Regions from separate parts of the Callithrix jacchus genome. Here region 2 is linked to region 1. Evidence: chromatin contacts called from public Hi-C data. All regions are on one chromosome and are shown on one strand. Each heading gives the region's core, a stretch centred on a gene start, on an enhancer-like site or on the middle of the called end of the contact. The rest is flanking DNA. Distances are from core to core; before and after follow the strand shown.

What was found. A called contact is a pair of places that touch in the nucleus more often than the background predicts.
Region 2: a Hi-C map of induced pluripotent stem cells shows a contact between it and region 1, with 2.3 times the contacts expected there. The contact joins two enhancer-like sites. A contact is called at or near these places in 2 of 3 Hi-C or Micro-C datasets (induced pluripotent stem cells and skeletal muscle).

What each region holds. Positions count from the first base shown.
Region 1 is chr8:15,886,612-15,889,311 of calJac240_pri, reverse strand. It overlaps CORO2B (coronin 2B), which reads right to left. Exons shown (of 15, transcript XM_078333494.1): 15 at 1-1,933. The coding sequence ends at 1,802. It also overlaps the pseudogene LOC100894897. Among named protein-coding and RNA genes, the nearest start is that of CORO2B, 180 kb to the right of the region's middle. Within about 2 kb of position 1,406, at least 3 of the 16 cell types and tissues checked have an H3K27ac peak or open chromatin away from gene starts, as enhancers often do.
Region 2 is chr8:15,965,551-15,968,250 of calJac240_pri, reverse strand. The region is part of intron 2 of ANP32A (acidic nuclear phosphoprotein 32 family member A); the gene reads left to right. Among named protein-coding and RNA genes, the nearest start is that of ANP32A, 110 kb to the left of the region's middle. Within about 2 kb of position 1,335, at least 9 of the 16 cell types and tissues checked have an H3K27ac peak or open chromatin away from gene starts, as enhancers often do.

The DNA of each region.
Region 1 (2,700 bases), core at 157-2,656:
CTATCCTTGGGAGGCAGCATAAATAATCACAGGAGACCACAAAGGTCAATGGGGAAGAAAAAAAAAAAAGCTCCAGAAATGTGGGGAGGAGGAGATGAGTGCTGACACTGTCTAGCTGCGGGGTATGGGGTGAGGAGGCCCTACTGTAGCTGGCTGGGAGGAAGGAGGTTCTTAGAGGAGAGGTCCAGCTCACCTGGAGGGGCTTGGGTAGCCCTGGCCTCTGTGGATGGGATATTCCATAGGGCGGCCACGGGAAAAGCAGGTGTGGAGTATGATGCGTCTAGTAGATCTAGCTAATGAAAGGGAAGAGTGGACACCCATTTCTTGATTTCCAGATCTCACCCCAAACGGTGAATCTTCTGAAAACAGTGTTTACAAACTCTTTGTGGGCAGTGGGAAATGAAAGGAGGAAGAAAGAAGGAATAAGAGAAAATGTGTGCAAGATCAAATGAAACGTGGCATCTCAGAGGTGTGTGACCTTGGGCCACTCCTCTCGGTTCCCTCATCTGAAGAAGGGTGTAGATGTGAGGCTTGATGAGATCTTATGTGTCAAAGGACTGCAGAAACTTTAAAGTGCTATACGGATGTGAGAGGCTGTGTTCATTCTACGTGCGTAAGGCTGAAAGTGGCTGAGATAGCGGTGCTGAGACACGCAGCACAGCCCCAGAAGCCATCAGACCCTGGTCTGCCTTCCCTAGGGCCAAGCTCCACCCTTCTCAGCCTCAGCTGCCAGGAGGATGAGGCTTCATCTCAGCTGGAGTCCCCTGGGGAGGGTGGTGGTGACAGCCGAGGGTGTGGACCTGAAGGACCTAGGGGCACAGAGCGTGAGGGTCCTCAACTGGGCAGTGTGGCACATCGGCACTACTGGTGCTGGGTAGACGGTAGCAGTGGCTTCCAGTTCTCATTCTCCACAGAGACTTGGGCACTGGTGAAGCCCACCATGGGATTGGCATCTTGATGCAGCGGGAAAGGTCCTGGCCTTGGGATCTGGACACCCAGGGTCCTGGCTGTGGGTCCACTGTTGACCTGCTGGGTGACTTTATAAGTCACTTCCCCATTGCACCCTCAGTTCTGTCATTTGTCAGACAGGGACACTAATCCCTACCCTGCCTGGCTCACAAATTGAATGGGAAAAGGGTGTGCAAGAGCTTTGAAGAGAATCGTGGGGAAGGCAAGGGGTTTTTATGGCCTTGGAGAGCAATCCTCTGAATTCCCTGAAGACAAGAGGGCGGGAGGGGAAGAGACAAAAAGGAGCTGTGCGGCTCGCTGCCCTCTAGGGTGAGGCAGGCTTCCGGGGCTGCTGAGGGAAGAGGGAGTGGAAAGAAAGAGGGATCACTGCAGCCTGTAGTCCAGCACTTATGCTGTGGTACCTTCGGTGATGCTGAGAGCTCCAGGTGGGAGTGCTGAGATGTCCTGGCAGCCCCCTTTGCAGGGGAAATGTCCAAGTGCTAAGTCTAGCTGGTATCCTGCTTCCCCCTTTGCTTCCTGGTCCACTGAGATGGAGCCCCCCCAACCCCAGAGAGTCTGTAGTCTTCACCCAGCTGAGGGGAAGTCTGGCTCCTGGGGTGGCAGGGAAGGGGGCTGCCGGTGGGGGGTCTCCAGGAGAAGCTGGGGACTTTTATTAGCATGAGGTCAGGAGGTCAGAGGTTGGCTTCCAGTTCTGGAGGTGGTAGGCGGGGGTCCTCGGGTTGGCCCCCGCTCCCGTCCTGGCTCTGTCTCTGGGGTCACTGGATAAGGGAGAAGTTAAGGGACGAGTAGAAACGACGGAGAGATCGGCTTAGAAAACAGCCCAGCTGGGGAGCTAACAGTTCTTGGGGCTGTTGCGCAAGTTTTTCAGTTCCAGCTGGAGTTGCCGAATGCGGATGTCCTTCTGGGCCAGCTCCTCTTTCAACCGTCGAATCTCATCCTGCTGCCGGAAGAACATTCGAAGGAGCTGGGGTGGAGGAAGAGAGTGGGCCATGGAGGGCCCAGGAGAGAGCAGGTGAGACAAGGATTTCGCAGGTGAGTCTCCACCCGCCTGCCGCCCATGCCCTCCCGTTGCCCCAGGCCTCCCACTGTTTGCTCAACGTATTCATCCCCAGTCCCTCATCATGATTGCACCTCTCCCGTCTCTAGCTCCATCTGTGGCTCTTGCTTTCCCTTGTGAGATGGGAAACAAACAAAACCTGAGTCATTAATTGATTCAGGATCACTGAAAAAGGAGTGACCAAAGAGTCCAGTTTTCCAAATATCCCAAGCTTGTCCCTTTCTGGGTCCTAACCTAATGCTTTTCTTTACCATTATATTAATAGGTGTATTAATTATTACATCTATAATACATACCAATAAATGTATAATAATACATAATAATAGATGTATCATTACATGCATTCTTACATTATTATTGATAATTTATGTATTTATTTATTTTTTGAGACGAAGTCTCACGGAGCCACCCAGGCTGGAGTGCAGTGGCGTGATCTCAGCTCACTGCAACCTCTACCTCCCGGTTCAAGTGATTCTCCTGCCTCAGCCTCTGGAGTAGCTGGGACTACAGGCACTTGCCACCATCCCTGGCTAATTTTTTTTGTATTTTTTAGTAGAGATGGGAGTTCACCGTATTAGACAGGCTGGTCTCATACTCCTGACCTTGTGATCTGCCCACCTCGGCCTCCCAAAGTGCTGGGATTACAGGTGTGATCCGCCACGCCCGGCCGATAT
Region 2 (2,700 bases), core at 86-2,585, 79 kb before region 1:
TCTAAGCCCTGGTCCCTCCCTCCCCTCTGTGATCTCACCCCGCATGAAACAGTGGGGATTCTGAAGACCTCACCTTTAAAGAGATGGGGATTTCCCGAGGGAGTGGAAGCAGCCTCTTGCTGTTTGGGGAAGAGCAGGGTCCCAGGCCCCTCTCCGTATCCTTGCCCGCTCCTGCAGCGTCATCTGAGCCAGTGCAGGGCTGGGCTGTGTGCTTGGGTTGCTAAGGACGTGTAACCAGAGCAGAGACCTCTGGGGTGGTGCCCACCTGGTTGGTGGAAGTTAGAAGAGGAGCTGAAAGGGAGCAGTTACGGCTGTAGGGGCAGAAAGTTGTGATCCCTTTCCTCACCCATCATAGAGTTCACGGCCAACACTTAACAACAAAAGAAAAGCATAACAAATTTATTTAATCAAAGTTGTAAGTGACATGAGAACCTTCAGAGAAGACCCAAAGACCTGGGAAAACTGCCTATTTTATACTTAGATTTGATGAGGAATAATAACAGCATGAAGAAATGTGATTGGACAAAGGGGTGTAGGCTGAGAGGGAACCCAGCAAGGCCTGTCTGTTCAGATTCTTCTTGGCCTCTCTGTGTAGCATTCCTTTCTCCTAGATATGGAGAAGGGAGAGAAGAGAGTAGACTTTCTCAGCTTGCTTTGGGAAAGAGGAATTCTAGTTTTCGTGGCCCGCCTTGGGGAAGAGAAGTTCTGGATTCTCTGACTTCTAGGGAGAGAGGATGAGAGACAGGAGGGCAGGAGGAAGTCACACAGAGCTTGCTTCTGAAGCCTTCCAATCTCCTTTAATTCAAAGTATTCAGCACACCAAAACCCCTTACATTGGGGTCATGTATTCTGAGCCCCAACACAGCCAAGAACTTGTAGAATTGACTTAGGGGTCTAGGGAGAGCTTGTGCCCAAGATTCCTGTCCCAAGAAGCCATCAGGGGCCCCTCCTTATCTTGTGGCTAACACCAGCCACCTGGGTGCAGTAGACACCCTCCTGTGACCTTGTTTTGGGATTTTAGGATAAGCAGTTCGGATGTACCTTTAAAACGGAGCCAACACACACCCCAAGGAGTGGTTATGGGGATTAAATGAGACTGTGTATGAAGCACCTAGAGTGTGCCTAGCGAGTACTCAAGAAACATGCTATCATTATTTCTGATAAAACCATTAATAGTGGTTGCTTGCATATTGTCCTCGAGAGGAGAGACCACCAGTTTGGGTGCGATGGTAGAAGCCGGGGACTGGCTTTGTCAGGACTCTAAAACCTATGTCTATCTGTAGCATTCCTAGGCAGCCTGTCCCAGCAGCTGCCCCTTGGGCAGGGGTGGCAGGCAGCATTGTGCCTCTCCAGGAAGGAGGCCGACTTCCTGGACGAATTCCCTGGGCTCCCCAGCACTGCTCTCCAAGGCCCTCCTCTCCTTGGCTAACAGCAGTAAGAGGAGAAGCCATTGACCCATCTAGAAAAACCACATGCCTGCAGTCTTTGAGGGTAGACTGGAATCTCTTCTCGTATTTGCCTTGCTCTGGTGGAGCTTCAAGAATTCCCAGGGCCTTCCAAGGAAACCAATTACTAAAGAAGACTTTGAGCCATGTGACTCCAGTGTTTACTGCTCAAAGGCGATGGCTCCCCTCCCCCAGTACACTCTCCCTCCATTTGCACTGGTCCCTGAAGGCCCAGCTTCCTGGCCCTACACTGCTTCCCTGCCCTAGGGCAGAAGGCCTCACAGGATTTATTCCCAGGCGCTCTTGCCATGACCTTGAGAAGGTGGCTTGACCTGGACACCTGGATCTCAGGGACCGAGCGGGTGGGAAAGGACTGAACCTCCCCCTCCCAGACCCAACAGGAAGGTGGGCTTTGGTGACCATTTCCTAGGCTGAGAACTCCTTAGCTCCAGGAGAGGGCTGCGCTCCCTGGCTCTCCCACTCTGTGGGCTCTGCCAGATGAAAGCCACAAATTGCTGTTGTCCCGGGCGGAGCGGCATGCCTCCACCCACCACTGAAGGATGAAGACAAGGCAGCTGCAGGGCCCTGCAGGACTCTGAGATCCAGATGGACCCCAGCGCTCCCCTGCTCTGCCCACTGGCAAGAGTGGGCCGAGGAAGGGCATAGCAGGCTTCGTGTGGACTCTATTTCCATCTCCTTTCCCCCATATCTCTACTTGGCCCAGAGATCCCTGAGTAGGAGGGGCACCTGGTCATTCTGGGCCCAGTAGGAAGAAGCTAGGCAAGTTGGCATGCTCAAAGGAGCAGGAGCAGCCCTGGACAGGGACTGGTTAGAAAGCCTGGCTGCTTATCCAAGAGAAGAAAACGCCCCGAGGGGCCGGAGCAGCCCTTTGAACAATGCAGGACTGCTGTAGAGAAAGACCGAGCTTGTGCCATGTGACCCATTGGTGAGAAATCTGGGCCTGTGAAAGGAAGTGAAAGGGAGAGAGGGAGGCAGCAAATCTAGTTGATACTGGTAACTGTTTCCTGGCAGGTGCAGGGAGCTTGGGCTTCTGTATCCTGGGTTGAAGGGACTCTTTCAGATAGGAGGTGCAGGCAGGGATCACCTTTAAGGTGTCCTCCAGTCCAGAGAAGCCAGGTTTCCCAGAAGCTGGACTGCTCTGGGGCAGGATGGAGAACTGTGGGCCAGCTGCCTGGAAGGAGGGCCACACACCGGGTCTCCCTTGTTTACTCCCAGTGTCATTTTGTGCCTGCGA